Linked DNA regions of Sus scrofa: region 1 is linked to region 2. The links are chromatin contacts, called in public HiChIP or PLAC-seq maps. All regions are on one chromosome and are shown on one strand. Each heading gives the region's core, a stretch centred on a gene start, on an enhancer-like site or on the middle of the called end of the contact. The rest is flanking DNA. Distances are from core to core; before and after follow the strand shown.

Region 1 (7,199 bases), core at 1,700-4,199, 100 kb after region 2:
CTCATGACCCTCCAACTCACCAGCTCCACTGTACTTCTCCATTTTGCCACGAGAAAGTGAATTATTCTCTCTGAATACAGCCTCCTACATCCTCTAGGATTAAATCTTAAATATATGCATAGCCAAGATAGTTCAGCAACTACAGTTCACGGCATCAATCGAGTGCCTATGGTGTGTCAGACACTCCCTAAGCCCTCCTCGAGGAGCAAGCCGCTTCACCCTAACAGCGCCCCAGCACCAGATTCCATTGCTTCTGGGACAGAAATTCTTTTTCATCTCCTAACATCTCTAAAATCCAATGCATCTTACAATACATGGAGCATTTGGTTTAACTGACAGTGCTTGTTCTTTCTCAGTGGTACATAAAACGATGCTGTATTTTATCTTCAGGGTGCCTTAGATTTGATTCAAATAGCTCCACGTGCTAGGCTGGGAACCACTAAATTAGAGAAGCTCTGATATTTCCTTGTGGGATTCTTTCGTGTTTTAAGGCCTCCGCAGTAAGAAACATGGACTCTAATACTGTGTCCCTGCTTTGCTCTTCCTGTGAAGAACCCTGGATTTTCCTTTGGGGAAGGACAAAACTCTCTAGTAAACCTCATTTTGCTGTCAACCACTACCTTAACCCACTTGAGCAAGGCCAGGGATCGAACCTGCAACCTCATGGTTCCTACTCAGATTCGTTTCCTCTGTGCCACGACAGGAACCCCAAGAGGAGAAGATTCTTAAGGAGAATTTGTCTCTAAGTTCCGTGGACTGTTCTTTTGGCAATCTTGCTTTTTTAAAGTATGTGTGGTTTTTTTTTTTTTTGCATATTAAAAAATAGTATTTTCTGTTATGGTCTATCCCAGGAGATTGAATATACTTCCCTATGCTCTACAGTAGGACCTCATTGCTTATCCATTCTCAATATAATCATTTGCATCTACTAACCCCAAACTCCAGTCCATCCCACTTCTCCCCCCTGGCAACCATGAGTCTGTTTTCTATGTCCATATGTCTGTTTTGGGATAAGTTGTTCCATATTTTAGATTCCACATATAAATGATATCATATAGTGTTTGTCTTTCTCCTTCTGACTTAATTCACTTAGTATGATCATCTCTAGGTGCATAGTATGGCTTTTTAAAAGTGGAAGTATAATTAATTTACAGTATTGTGTTAGTTTCAAGTGTAGAGCAAAGTGATTCAGTTTTTATATACATATATGTAAATACATATTCTTTTTCAGATTCTTTTTCATTATAGGTTGTTATAAGATATTGCGTATAGTTCCCTGTGCTATATAGTAGGTCCCTGTTTACGTATTTTATTTTATTTTTGTCTTTTTCTTTGTCTTTTTTAGGGCTGCACCTGCAGCATATGGAAGTTCCCAGGCTAGGGGTTGAATGGGAGCTGTAGCCACCGGCCTACGCCAGAGCCACAGCAACTCAGGATCCGAGCCACGTCTGCAACCTACACCACAGCTCATGGCAAAGCCGGATTCTCAACCCACTGAGCAAGGCCAGGGATCGAATCTGAAACCTCATGGTTCCTAGTCGGATTTGATTCCGCTGCACCGCAACAGGAACTCCTGTTTAGCTATTTTATATATAGTAGTGTGTATACGTTGCTTCTGAACTTCTAATTTATCTCTCTCTCCCCTCCTCCCTCCACTATTCCCTTTGGTAACCATAAGTTTGTTTTCTATCTTTTCACAGTCTTACATTTATTATTTATTGCTTTTTAGGGCTGCACTCGAAACACATGGAAGTTCCAGGGTTAGGGGTAGACCTGGAGCTATAGCTGCTGGCCTATGTCACAGCCACAGCAACCGATGACCCAAGCCGTGTCTGTGACTTAACACCACAGCTCACAGCGATGCCAGATCCAGAACCCACTGGTGAGGCCAGGGATCGGGATCGAACCCACGTCCTCATGTTTACTAGTCAGGTTTGTTACCACTGAGCCACTACGGGAACTCCGACAGTCTTACTTTTAAAGACTCTCCCCCAACATCATCTTGAAATCCCTCCTAATACAGAAGAGAAGCAAGTTAAAGATCGGGTTTGTTTTAAAAAATACTTTTAGCATGTGGACTCTGCTTCTTTGAATGTGACTTCATACCTCCTTGGTTTGACATCCCTAAGTGTTGGCTGTGTTTTCCCAGAACTCCTGTCATGGGGCTATGAGGCAGAATGAAGCTTTGCAGGGCTCCAAGCAATACAGGCAGAAAAAGTGAAAGGAAAGTCAAGAGTGAGGACAACACCCACGAGACTGTCAGGCGCTCCGTCCTCAAATGACTGGTATCACCCGCTTCCCAACACGCGGGTGAATGGGAGCATCTCATAGACCCTTCACGTTCCTCTTACTGGGAGCTGAGCCCACAGGACCCGTCTTGGGAAGGGAATAGAGAGAGTCTAAAATTACCTCTCGTGTGAACACAGGGAGCCTTGGCTGGACCTTGGATGTCTCTTCGGGCTTCTGAGCTCTGTGGTGGTCCCTTGGTGTTTTGAGGGGTTCTGGCTTATGGTCTGGGCGGGCAGCTGAGCTATGAGCCTTGTTTCTTTTTTTATAGGATCTAGCAGCCCAGAGAAATGAAGCCTGAGAAAGGAATTTCTGCGGGAGGGGAAGGTGCATTTGAGGATTTTAGTGGAGTGGGTGCTTTTCTTTTGTTTTGTGAGCTGTGTAGTGTAGCGGTTAAATCATCAACCTTGGAATCTGTCGTCCTGGGCTCAGAGCCTGGTTCCTGCGTAGCTTTGTGACCTTGGGCAAGTTATTTCATCTCTCTGCACCTATTTCCTTATCTACAAAATAGGAGAATAATAATGCCACTCTCGACAGGTGGATGTGAATATTAAATTACTAATATATGTAAAATACACAAAACAGCGCATACAAACACCAAAAAAAAAAGTTTGCTGTCATTATCCATGCCTCAGCTGTAGTTGCATCACTGCCACTAGAGGGCACTGTTAGCCATAGGGGGCAGGAGGGTTCTCCGTTAAGAGTGGGCACACAGGATCCAGGGGACTGAAGAGCCCAGAGCCGGAATAGCCCCTACTCGTTCCCTCGTTTGAGTAAGAAGGATTTGTAATTGTTGGCGATGCTACCAACCATAAGCCAGTAAAAGGGCAGCGTGCATCCAGACCACAGAAAGACCTCGACATGCAGAGGTGTCACGGCAAGCATGAGCTGGAGCTTGGCAAAATAAGGATTCCAGGGCCAAGATAACTATTAAACCTTGGCTTTAGAGAGCATAGATATGCCTTTATCCCAGGCCATGATTTCCGGAGCCAGCAGAGAAAGGGAGTCCGCGGGAAGGTCCTGCGGCATCAGTGTGAGGAAGGAGCGACCTAATGCTTGAATCCGGAACAAGGGTGGCCAGCGAGCCAAGAAGAGCCTAAACATCTAGTTCGTGGGGTCAAGTGGAGAATTGGAATGAGATAGGAAGCTGGGGTCTGAAGGTGAGACCAGAGCAATGAGGTCCAGGAGGAATGTTCAGGAAGGAGCATTTATAAGAGGCCAGCATCCTGAGCCCTGGGTAGGAGGTGAGTGCGGGGGGGGGGGGGGGGGGGGGGGGGGGGCGCTTGGGGGTCCCTCCTCCCCCTGAGTGTGACCCATGGTGGGTGCCTGTGGATTAGGGGGCCCACATCAACTGCTTCTCTCTGGGGCAAGCTCTTCTGCAGCCTGAAAAGGCCTGGACCGGTGCTACTTCTCACCACATCACTCAACGCATCCTTTGCAGAAATCTATCTCACTCACACCTGATTGCTCTAGAGGCTTCGTGGTTTCCACTGCCCCTGGATCCCACCCCAATGAGAGTTCATTCATGTCCCTCTCTTGGACTGACGTGTCCCCACCCTGGCTTTCTTGCATCCTGAGTTCCCGGGGTCTTTGCGGCCTCCTCTGTGTGTGTGTGTGAGTGTGAAGGAGGGAGATGTGACGCGAGCCAGCACCAGAACCGGGCCTGAAGTGGAACATTCTGCTCACCAAGGGGTGGGACCCTGAGCGAACAGATGTTATTTATAGAAACAAAGAAATGTGCTGTTTCTTACATCTGGGTGTCCTACACCCCCATCAGCTACACTGTTTTCAAAAAAACTGCCCATGTTCAGAAGGGGCTACTTTGTGGGCTAATTCGCAAGGCTCTGCTAGAAGGTTCCCACAGCCTCCCCCCACCCCCCACCAAGTAGCTGCCCCCCCCACCTCATGCGTGTGTGGAATTTTGGTCATTAACATTATTCCTATGGGGGGGTGGTTCCTTAGAAAGAGGAAAACTTTACCACCCTAACCTGGAGTGCACAGCAGCCTCCAAAGAGCTGGGTCCAGAGCAGCCCCATTGCTCTTTGTGGCTTCTTCCCTGTGTTTGGTGAAACAGCTACACAGAGGCCAGTTTTCCTGAATATTTTCTCAACCACCACTCAAGCCATGTGTGCCCTTCAAGGGTCCCTGCTTCCCCTGCTGGCCTGGAATCTCCTGTCCTCACAGAAGCTGCTCCTCACCCCTGTGGATCCATCCCAACAGAGGCAATGCAGGCACAGAGGGTCCCACAGCTGGCTGGTGCTTCCTGGCCCATCTCTCCATACAAGGGATGGAGGGTTGGACACATTTCCCAAGTTCCCTCTTCGTTTTTTCTTGGATAGCCCACCCCCTTTTCAAGAAGTGGAATTGGGAGTTGCCTATTGGAAGCTTCCTTCCAATAGTTTTCTCTCCATCTAAAGGCTCAGGGCAGAAATCTCAGTATCATTTCTTTCTTTCTTTCTTTTTATTTTTTTTTTTTTTTGTTTCCTTTTATCTTTTTAGAGCCACACCCTCGGCATATGGATGTTCCCAGACTAGGAGTCAAATGGGAGGTGAAGCTGACGGTCTACGCCACAGCCACAGCAGTGCCAGATCCGAGCTGCCTCTGTGACCGACACCACAGCTCACGACAACGCTGGATCCTTAACCCACTGAACGAGGCCGGCGATCCAACCTGGATCCTCATGGATACTAGTGAGGTTCTTAACGTGCTGGGTAACAACGGGAACCCCTCCGCATCATTTCTGACTCCTCCCTTCGCCTCATCCTCCACATCCAGTCCATCGGCAAGGCCTGTCCATTCGATCTTCATCAGGCATCTCAAACCACAGTGGACATACTTCACTTTTGTTACCAGAGAAAAATAAAAGTGTGTATGTGTGTGTCGGTGCATATGCACAAATGTGGGCATGCGCACAGGGTGTAGTTGTGTTGACAGTTTTTCTATTTAAAAAGGCCAGAGAGGAGTTCCCGTCGTGGCTCAGTGAAACGAATCTGACTAGCATCCATGAGGACGCAGGTTCGATCCCTGGCCTCACTCAGTGGGTTAAGGATCCGGCGTTGCCATGAGCTGTTGGTCACAGACGCAGCTTGGATCCCAAGTCACTGTGGCTGTGGTGGAGGCCAGCAGACGCAGCTTCGATTGGACTCCTAGCCTGGGAATCTCCACATGCCGCACTTGCAGACATAAAAGGACAAAAGAAAAAAAAAAAAAAGGCTAGAGAATGGAGGGAGTGGAGGTTATGGGTTTGATGGGGTGAGGACAAGAGTTTAGGTCTCAAAGTATGAAAAGAAGATGAAAAAAACCTGAGTTTTAAAATACACTATGTTTTGTAACACAAATGAATTTATAAAACAGAAATGACTCACATAGAAAACAAATTTATGATCACCAAAGGAGAAGTGGTGGGGGAGGGATAAATTAGGAGTATGGGATGAACAGATACACATTGCTACATATAAAACAAAGACCCTGGGTTTACTCTACAGCACAGAGAATTATATTCGATATTCTGCAGTGATCTATAATGGAAAAGTATCAGAACAAGAATATATATATATTAAAAACTATGTGCGTGTGTATGCATATATATCTGAATTGCTTTGCATACACCTGAAACTAACACAACATTGTAAATCAACTATATTTCAATTTTTTTTTTTTTTGTCTTTTTGCCTTTTCTAGGGCCACTCCCGTGGCATATGGGGATTCCCAGGCTAGGGGTTGAATCGGAGCTGTAGCCACCCGCCTACGCCACAGCCACAGCAACGCGGGATCTGTGCTGCATCTGTGACCTATACCACAACTCAGGGCAACGCCGGATCCTTAACCCACTGAGCAAGGTCAGGGATGGAACCTGCAACCTCATGGTTCCTAGTCAGATTCGTTAACCACTGCGCCATAACAGGAACTCCAATCATACTTCAATTTTTAAAAAAATTTTAAAAATTCAACAAAAGGATTTCCCTTGTGGCACAGTAGGTAGGTTAAGGATCTGACGCTGTCACTGCAGCAGCTTGGGTCACTGCTGTGGCGTGGGTTTGATCTGTGGCCCAGGAAGTTTCTCATGCCTCAGATGCAGTAAAAAATTTAAATAAATAAAAATAAAAAATCGATAATGAAATTAAAATTAAAAAAAATATTTAAAACATACACCGATTTTCCACTCCTACTCTGCCACAAGAAAAAAACTCCTGTGAATTGGCATGTGTCATCTGAGTGTGTACCTACATCTCAGTTTTAGATAAAAAGATTTGGCACAGTGAAATCAGTGTTCTGACAAGCCCATAAGTGGGAGGGCACAGTTCTGCCAGGCAGTGTTAATCTCAGGTAACTGGTGGTTTCCCTGCAGGCAGAGTGGCTCAGGTCGTGCCAAACAGAGGCCAGCCAGGGGGCTGGGGCCCGATGGATCTTGAGGGCTTGTTGTTCCTTGGGTCTGCAGCTCAAGTGTTGGTCTCCAAAGGCTGGAGTGATTCTGAGGGCACAAGCAGGGGCCCCGGTATTCAAAGCGCCAGATGTCAGATTCTAGCTGGGGTGAACCTAGTCCCCACCGGTTGGGAATTGGGGAGACCAGATGGCTGCCTCAAGTTCCCCAAGATGTGGGGTTCCCATCCCTGGAGAGAGCTCACTAAAGGTGAGACCTAAAAGGAAACTCCCATGTAGCTCTCCCTTCCTTCTTCAACCCCCTCAGCGGTGTGAAAAGACATGGAAATGATAATAAGGTGGGGCTTTGGAGTCTCACTTCCTGGGTTCGAATTTCCAGTTCTACCACATATGGGCCGGAGACTTTGAGCAAATTACCTAACTTTTCCAAACTTGCTTTTTCATTCAAAAGATAAGGGAAATAATATTACATACCTTGTGACATTGCTATGAGCATCATATGAGCTAATGAAGATAATGTGTTTGATATAAT
Region 2 (6,715 bases), core at 824-3,323:
TGACCTACAACACAGCTCATGGCAACGCTGGACCCCCCAACCCACTGAGCAAGGCCAGGGATCGAACCCACAACCTCGTGGATACTAGTCAGATTTGTTTCTGCTGCGCCACAACAAGAACTTCCTTTACTCTGCTTGACTTTCTTTATAGAAGTTGTTTCCAGAATTTGTATTTTATTTTATTTTTTTATTTAGTTATTTTTGGCTGTGCCCTTGGCAGGTGAGAATTCCCCGGCCAGAGATTGAACTCATGCCACAGCAGTGACCCGGGTCACAGCAGTGGCAATGCCAGATCCTTAATCACTAGGTCCCTAGGGAACTTGTAGAAGTTGTAGTTTATTTTATTTTTTTCACTTTTAAAAGTTTTATTGAAGTGTAGTTGATTTATAATGCAGTGCAAATTTCTGCTGTATAACAAAGTGATTCAATTATAGACATATCCTTTCTTTTTCAGAGTCTTGTCCGATACAGGTTGTCACAGAATATTGGGTAGGGTTCCTTATGCTAAACAGCAGATTCCTATTCAAAATAAAAGTTGAAATTCCTGTTTTCTCTCTATCACCAATTCTTTTTTTTTTTTCCTTTTTTGGTCTTTCTAGGTCTGTACCTGCAACATATGGAGGTTCCCAGGCTAGGGGTCAAATTGGAGCTGCAGCTGCTGGCCTACACCACAGCCACAGCAATGCCAGATCCCAGCCACACCTGCAATCTACATCACAGCTCATGGCAACGCTGGATTCTTAACCTACTGAGCCAGGCCAGGGATGGAACCCACAGCTTCATGGATACTAGTCAGATTCATTATCACTGAGCCACAACAGGAACTCCTTAGAAGTTGTATTTTAAAATTTACTTTTTTTGGAGTTCCCCTCGTGGAGCAGCAGAAACAAATCTGACTAGGAACCATGACATTGTGGGTTCGATCCCTGGACTTGCTTAGTATGTTGAGGATCTGGCATTGCCGTGAGCTGTGGTCATAGACTTGACTCAGATCTGTTGTTGCTGTGGCTGTGGTGTAGGCCAACAGCTGAGGCTCTGATTGGACCCCCAGGCTTGGAACCTCCATATGCCTTTGGTGCAGCCCTAAAAGGAGACAAAAGACAAAAAAAATAAAATAAAATAAAATTTACTTTTAAATTTTCTTTTCCCTTACTAAAATAGGAGCTCTTTGAAGGCAGGGATTTTTGTCTGTATTCCATGTTGAACCTCTAACACCTAAGGACACTGCTAGCACAGCAAAGAAATCTTTTTGTAATGAATGAATATGAGGGCTGACTCTAAAATGGCCAGTGGATGGTATTGGTATTGAGGAAATCCCTGGTTTGTTAATAAAGACCTTAGACCATAAAGAATTCACCAGCTTTGGATCTGGGAAGAGAAGTAATGGGCTTTTCTTCTCACGGTGACCTATTAAAATGAATAGCTGTTCAGTATCCTCCTCTTTGGTCCTTCTCATGTTTGGATAGCTTGCATTGCTGGCTCACGTTAGCATTTGATATTTTTTGAGCTGGGGAGAGGGAGTGATGAGACACTTATGTCTGCCTGCCTTTGTAGGCTAAATAAAGCTCTGCAGCCCAAGCACCCTGTGCCTGTGCTCATGGCCACCAGGGGGCACTGTTGAGCTGTTTGCATTCATTGAGACCTTGACTGCCTCTTTTTCAAATCTGCCCTACCTTAAAGAATTTGCAGTTTTTAAAAAGTGTGCAAATAGGGCGTTCCCATCGTGGCGCAGCGGAAAAGAATCTGACTAGGAACCATGAGGTTTCGGGTTTGATCCCTGGCCTTGCTCAGTGGGTTGGGGATCCAGCGTTGCCATGATAAGTCTTAGATGTGGCTCCGATCTCCCTTGCTGTGGCAGCTACAGCTCTGATTAGACCCATAGTCTGGGAACCTCCATACGCCCCAGGTTCTGCCCTAAAAAGAAAAAAAAAAAGTGAAAATTCAACTTGTTAAGATCTTAGTAAAAGGTAGACAACCAAACAAAACAAGAACAGCGCCCAAGCCCTCTCAAATAAAAGAGCCTTATATATTGATATGAGGAGGTATGCCTAGCTGCCTAAGATGTGGCTTTGTTTTCAGTCAAACGGTGAGCTTTTGAATTTTACCAGAAATGTGAGGCAAGGGATTTGGACCTGGAATCTGCAGTGGCTGATTTTCCAGAAAAAGTGTGAATGGAATTTCCCTCCTGAGTGTCTTACATTCAACTAAATCTTACTGATGGGAAACAGGATGCAAACGAGCACTTTAAATATATTGCTGACCTCAGAGGAGAGTGAAAGTTTTTGGAATGTTGAAGGACAGAGGCAAGTGTTGCCGTGAAAACGGAAGAGGGTGCTGGCGCGAAGGGTGGTGAGATGGAGATGTTATTACCGTGCTTCTGACTCAGGGCTCATGTGCTCCCGAAGGCAGTGCACTGATGGGAATTCTTCAGAATAGCCCTACCAGTTGGACTGTCTTTAGGTCCAGGGGAAGAACAAACAAACCCAAAGGGTCAGAAGCACTGTCGTACACTGGTCATGCTCTCTTCTAGCAAAGTCAAAAAGCCTGTAGGCAAAATTTTCTTCTCATTGAAACTGGGAGAGAAGCAGAGAGGAGGAAATGGGGTGGGGGCGGGTGAGGGCGGGGAGAAGGCACATGCCTGCATGAAGGTAAAGATTAACCACTTTCAGAGTTCCCATCGTGGTGCAGTGGAAACAAATCCGACTAGGACCATGAGGTGGTGTGTTCGATCCCTGGCCTCGCTCAGTGGGTTAAGGATCCGGCGTTGCTGTGACTGTGCTGCAGGCTGGCAGCAACAGCTCTGAATGGACCCCTAGCCTGGAAACCTCCAAAAAAACTTAACCACTTGTTCTGCACAACAGGGTGATTATTTGAGGTTGAAGGTTTCTTCTGGTACCAAGGATGCTGGAGGGAAAAAGGGAAATCAATAAAGTGAAGGAAATCATTCCTTCCCCAGTCTGTCTTCAGTGCCAGGGCTGGCAGCATAGGTGGGAATTTTCCCATTTCAGGAAGGACCGGGACAGGACCAGGTTTCTTGAGTTCTTCTGCTGTGGACCTCTCTTCCACAGACCATCCGAGGACAGGGCTCTGCTGTGTCCTCAGTGAAAATCCTGTCTCCAATGTTTTCCTGCTGGTCCCCCTGGCTCCCAGCAGGCAGAAGCTGTCCCAGAGGTCCGGAGAGGGGCTGGCCTTCATCCCAGCTGCTTCCCTCTTGGTCCAGATGCTCTCAATCTTTCACGGACACAGGTTCTTTGACATTTGAGGACCTAATATTAGTTCAGGCTAGGAGAGAGCCACACGTCCTTCCATCCTACACAGGCTGCCTCTCTCTCTCGTCCCCTGAAATCTCCCAGCTACTTTCCGGCTTCAAATCAAGCCCCAACCCCTCCAGGAAGGGGAGCAGGTGTTGGGGCAGGGGAGCAGATGTCTCCCTGCCCCTCTCATTGAAAGCATCCCACTGCAGGGTGCACTGAGACAAGGTGGTACACCACAGGGCTGCGGTGTTATTTTCTTATATTAATGTTACCTTTTTTTTTTTTTGTTAAAACAAAATATGAATGGGAAAGTTTCTTTATATCAGATGCCTAAAAGCCTGGGTTTCCATGTTGTAGGAGTTGGGGAAGGGTATGCTGTGACTTCACAATTTAATTCAGCAAATATCTATTGATGGGTTATGTACAGAGATGGGTGCTCAGGGCTGAAGGGGAGATAAAGATAAAAAAAAGTCTGGTTCCTCCTCCCTGGGAGGCCAAGTCTCATCACCTTGATAGTGGAGATGTAGCTACCCTTGCCTTACCTGGTGACTTATGGCGTAAGCCCCATTTTCTCTATTGCTATCATTTCCTTCCTTCTTTTCTCTCTCTCTCTCTCTTTCTTTCTTTCCTTCTTTCTTTCTTCCTTCCTTCCTTCCTTCCTTTCTTCCTTCTTTCTCTTTTGTCTTTTTAGGGCTATACCCACAGCATATGGAAGTTCCCACCCTAGGGGGCAGCTGTAGCTGCCAGCCTACACCACAGCCACAGCAACTCAAGATCCGAGTGGTGTCTGCGACCTACGCTAAAGTTCATGGCAATGCTGGATCCCTGACCCACTGAGCAAGGCCAGGGATTGAACCTGCATCCTCCTGAATTCTAGTCGGCTTCGTTAACATCTGAGCCACAACAGGAACTCCTCCACTGGCATCATTTTCAATTTATCCTGCCTTAAATGGGGGTGGGGGAGGCATGGTCTATCTGGGGAGGTGCCCGAGATTAGAAAAGAACCATTAGGGTGTCTTTATTTTTATGTATTTAATCGTGTTAGGCCCTTGCATTTACTTGAAGGTCATAGCATGAGGTCATGGCCTCTGTTTAGATTTGGTTTCAATACAATTCTCTTCTACTTGTGGTCCTTTTTGTTCATTTTAATGGGTTTTAGAGGAATTTTTAACACATTTGAGCTTCTGTTACCTCCTTCTCATCAATTTTAATAGTTTGGCTACATTAATGGATATGAATCTTTTTGATAGACATAATACACACACCCCTGAGGTTATCTACTATTTAATTTTCTTTTCAATATTCCTTTTTTTTTCTTCTTTTTTTTTTCTTTGTTTTTGGCCACCCCAAGGCATATGGAGTTCCTGGGCCAGGGATCAGATCCAAGCCACGGTCATGACTCAAGCCACAGTTGTGACCCGAGCTGAAACTGTAGCAATGCAGGATCCTTGACCCACTGTGCCAGGCTGGTGATCGAACCTACATCCCTGTGCTCCCGAGATGCTGCTGGGTCCACTATACCACAGCAGGAATTCCTCGATATTCTTTTTGACATTTAGACATTTTAGGTTTTCATGTAATCAATTCTATTGATTCTTTTATGGCCTCTGCCCCTGGTCATGCCAAGAAAAGCCTTCCCCAGACTGAAAGCAGATCAGTTCTTATTATTTTCAGTATTTAATATCAATTCTCTGTTATTTTCTAATGCTTAATGGTTTAGCTTTTCTCATTTAAGCTTAGGCCCATTTGGAATTTGTTTAGATGCCTGGAATGAGGCTAAATTTACGTGGTATCCCCCTCCCCCAGGATAAAGCCAGTTTCCCCATCACCTTTGGAAAGACGGTCCGTGTCACACACTGTATTCTCATTTATTCACTTGATCTCTTTCTTGATTGTCCAGCTTCTACCATTGCTTTGCCTCTCCTGTGCGCGTACCTGCCTTTTTCAGTTGTTGTCAGTTTATAATACATTTAATATTTTGCAGAACAAGTTCCACTTCATTGCTTTCTTCTTTACTCTTCACAGTTTTCTCGGATGGTAGCCTCCATAATTCCCTTTGTCCCTTGCTTCTAGCAGAGAATGGATGTTGTTGACTTCTAGGGATGGTGAAGAGTGTCTGCCTTCTGAATCTCCCCTCATCTCACACGCTCAGGGTGAAAGGACAATATTCTCCAGCCCGGAACCAGCCCATTTCTTGCCTTGAGTCTGATTTGTAATGAGTAATGCGGCGAATGGAGAGAGGAGCAGAGCCGCCAAGGACAGCAGTTTGGGTGACAGCACCTTGGAAAACATGGCTGACGTTAAGATCATTTAACCTCACAAATGTGGCCAAGAATCAGCCTGATGCGAGGTTCAGGCTTTTACCTTAGAGAGAAAAGGCAGGCTCTTTCTTTGACTTGATGTATTTATTTAATTTATTATTATTATTTTTTTGCCTTTTAGGGCTGCACCTGACTGAGGCCTATGGAGGTTCCCAGGCTAGGGGTCCAATCGGAGCTACGGCTGCCCGCCTACACCACAGCCACAGCAATGCGGGATCTGAGCTGCATCTGCGAGCTGCTCCCCAGCTCACGGCAACACCACCAGATCCTTAACCCACTGAGGCCAGGGATTGAACCCGCAACCTCATGGTTTCCTAGTCAGGTTCGTTTCTGCTGTGCCGTGACGGGAACTCCTATTTTATTTTTTTAAATTAAGTTTTCTGGAAGTATAGTTATTTTACAAGATTGTGATCATTTCTGGTGTACAACACAGTGATTCAGTTACACGTAGACACGCATCCATTCTCTCTCAGATTCTTTTCCCACACAGATGATCACAGAATACTGGGTAGAGGTCTCTGTGCTCCTCAGCAGGTCCCCGCTGGCCAGTCATTCCGGACACCTCAGTGTGCATATGCCAACCCCAAACCCCCCTCCCCTCACCTGTCCCCTTCGGTAAGCGTACTTTTTTTTTTTGTCTTTTTGCCATTTCTTGGGCTGCTCCCACGGCATATGGAGGTTCCCAGGCTAGGGGTTGAATCGGAGCTGTAGCCACCAGCCTACGCCAGAGCCACAGCAACGCGGGATCCGAGCCGCGTCTGCAACCTACACCACAGCTCACAGCAAAGCCGGATTCTCAACCCACTGAGCAAGGGCAGGGTTCGAACCCGCCACCTCATGGTTCCTAGTTGGATTCGTTAACCACTGAGCCACGACGGGAACTCCAAGCATACGTTTTTTTGAAGTGTAAGTCTCTTTCTGTTCAAGGCAGGCTGTTTAAAATATAAGATGGAGAAGGCCTTGAGTGGACAAAGCAGTAAGCAGACTAGAGGTAATACATTGATTGAATCAGTCGGTGGTAGCTGCCTGCTTAGAACTGCAGGAATGATGCTTGCACCGGAAAAGGGACACATGGCAGAGAACAAGCAGGGGACAGTCTTCCTGCCCCCGCTGTGAGCCGGCCTTCTCCAAGCTGGGTGT

What was found. HiChIP or PLAC-seq counts read pairs in DNA pulled down with a chosen protein or histone mark.
Region 1: an H3K27ac HiChIP or PLAC-seq map of alveolar macrophages shows a contact between it and region 2, with 13 times the contacts expected there. The contact joins two enhancer-like sites. A contact is called at or near these places in 1 of 5 promoter capture datasets (liver), 13 of 47 Hi-C or Micro-C datasets (alveolar macrophages, embryonic fibroblasts, fetal liver and 6 more) and 2 of 2 datasets of contacts at active chromatin or transcription factors (alveolar macrophages and skeletal muscle).

The regions. Positions count from the first base shown.
Region 1 is chr1:252,745,786-252,752,984 of Sscrofa11.1, reverse strand. No RefSeq gene overlaps it. Among named protein-coding and RNA genes, the nearest start is that of UGCG, 98 kb to the right of the region's middle. Within about 2 kb of position 2,949, at least 10 of the 83 cell types and tissues checked have an H3K27ac peak or open chromatin away from gene starts, as enhancers often do. A contact at or near this core is called in alveolar macrophages, fetal liver and retroperitoneal adipose tissue, where this site is marked.
Region 2 is chr1:252,849,324-252,856,038 of Sscrofa11.1, reverse strand. The region is part of intron 12 of SUSD1 (sushi domain-containing protein 1); the gene reads left to right. Among named protein-coding and RNA genes, the nearest start is that of SUSD1, 100 kb to the left of the region's middle. Within about 2 kb of position 2,073, at least 37 of the 83 cell types and tissues checked have an H3K27ac peak or open chromatin away from gene starts, as enhancers often do. A contact at or near this core is called in alveolar macrophages, fetal liver and retroperitoneal adipose tissue, where this site is marked.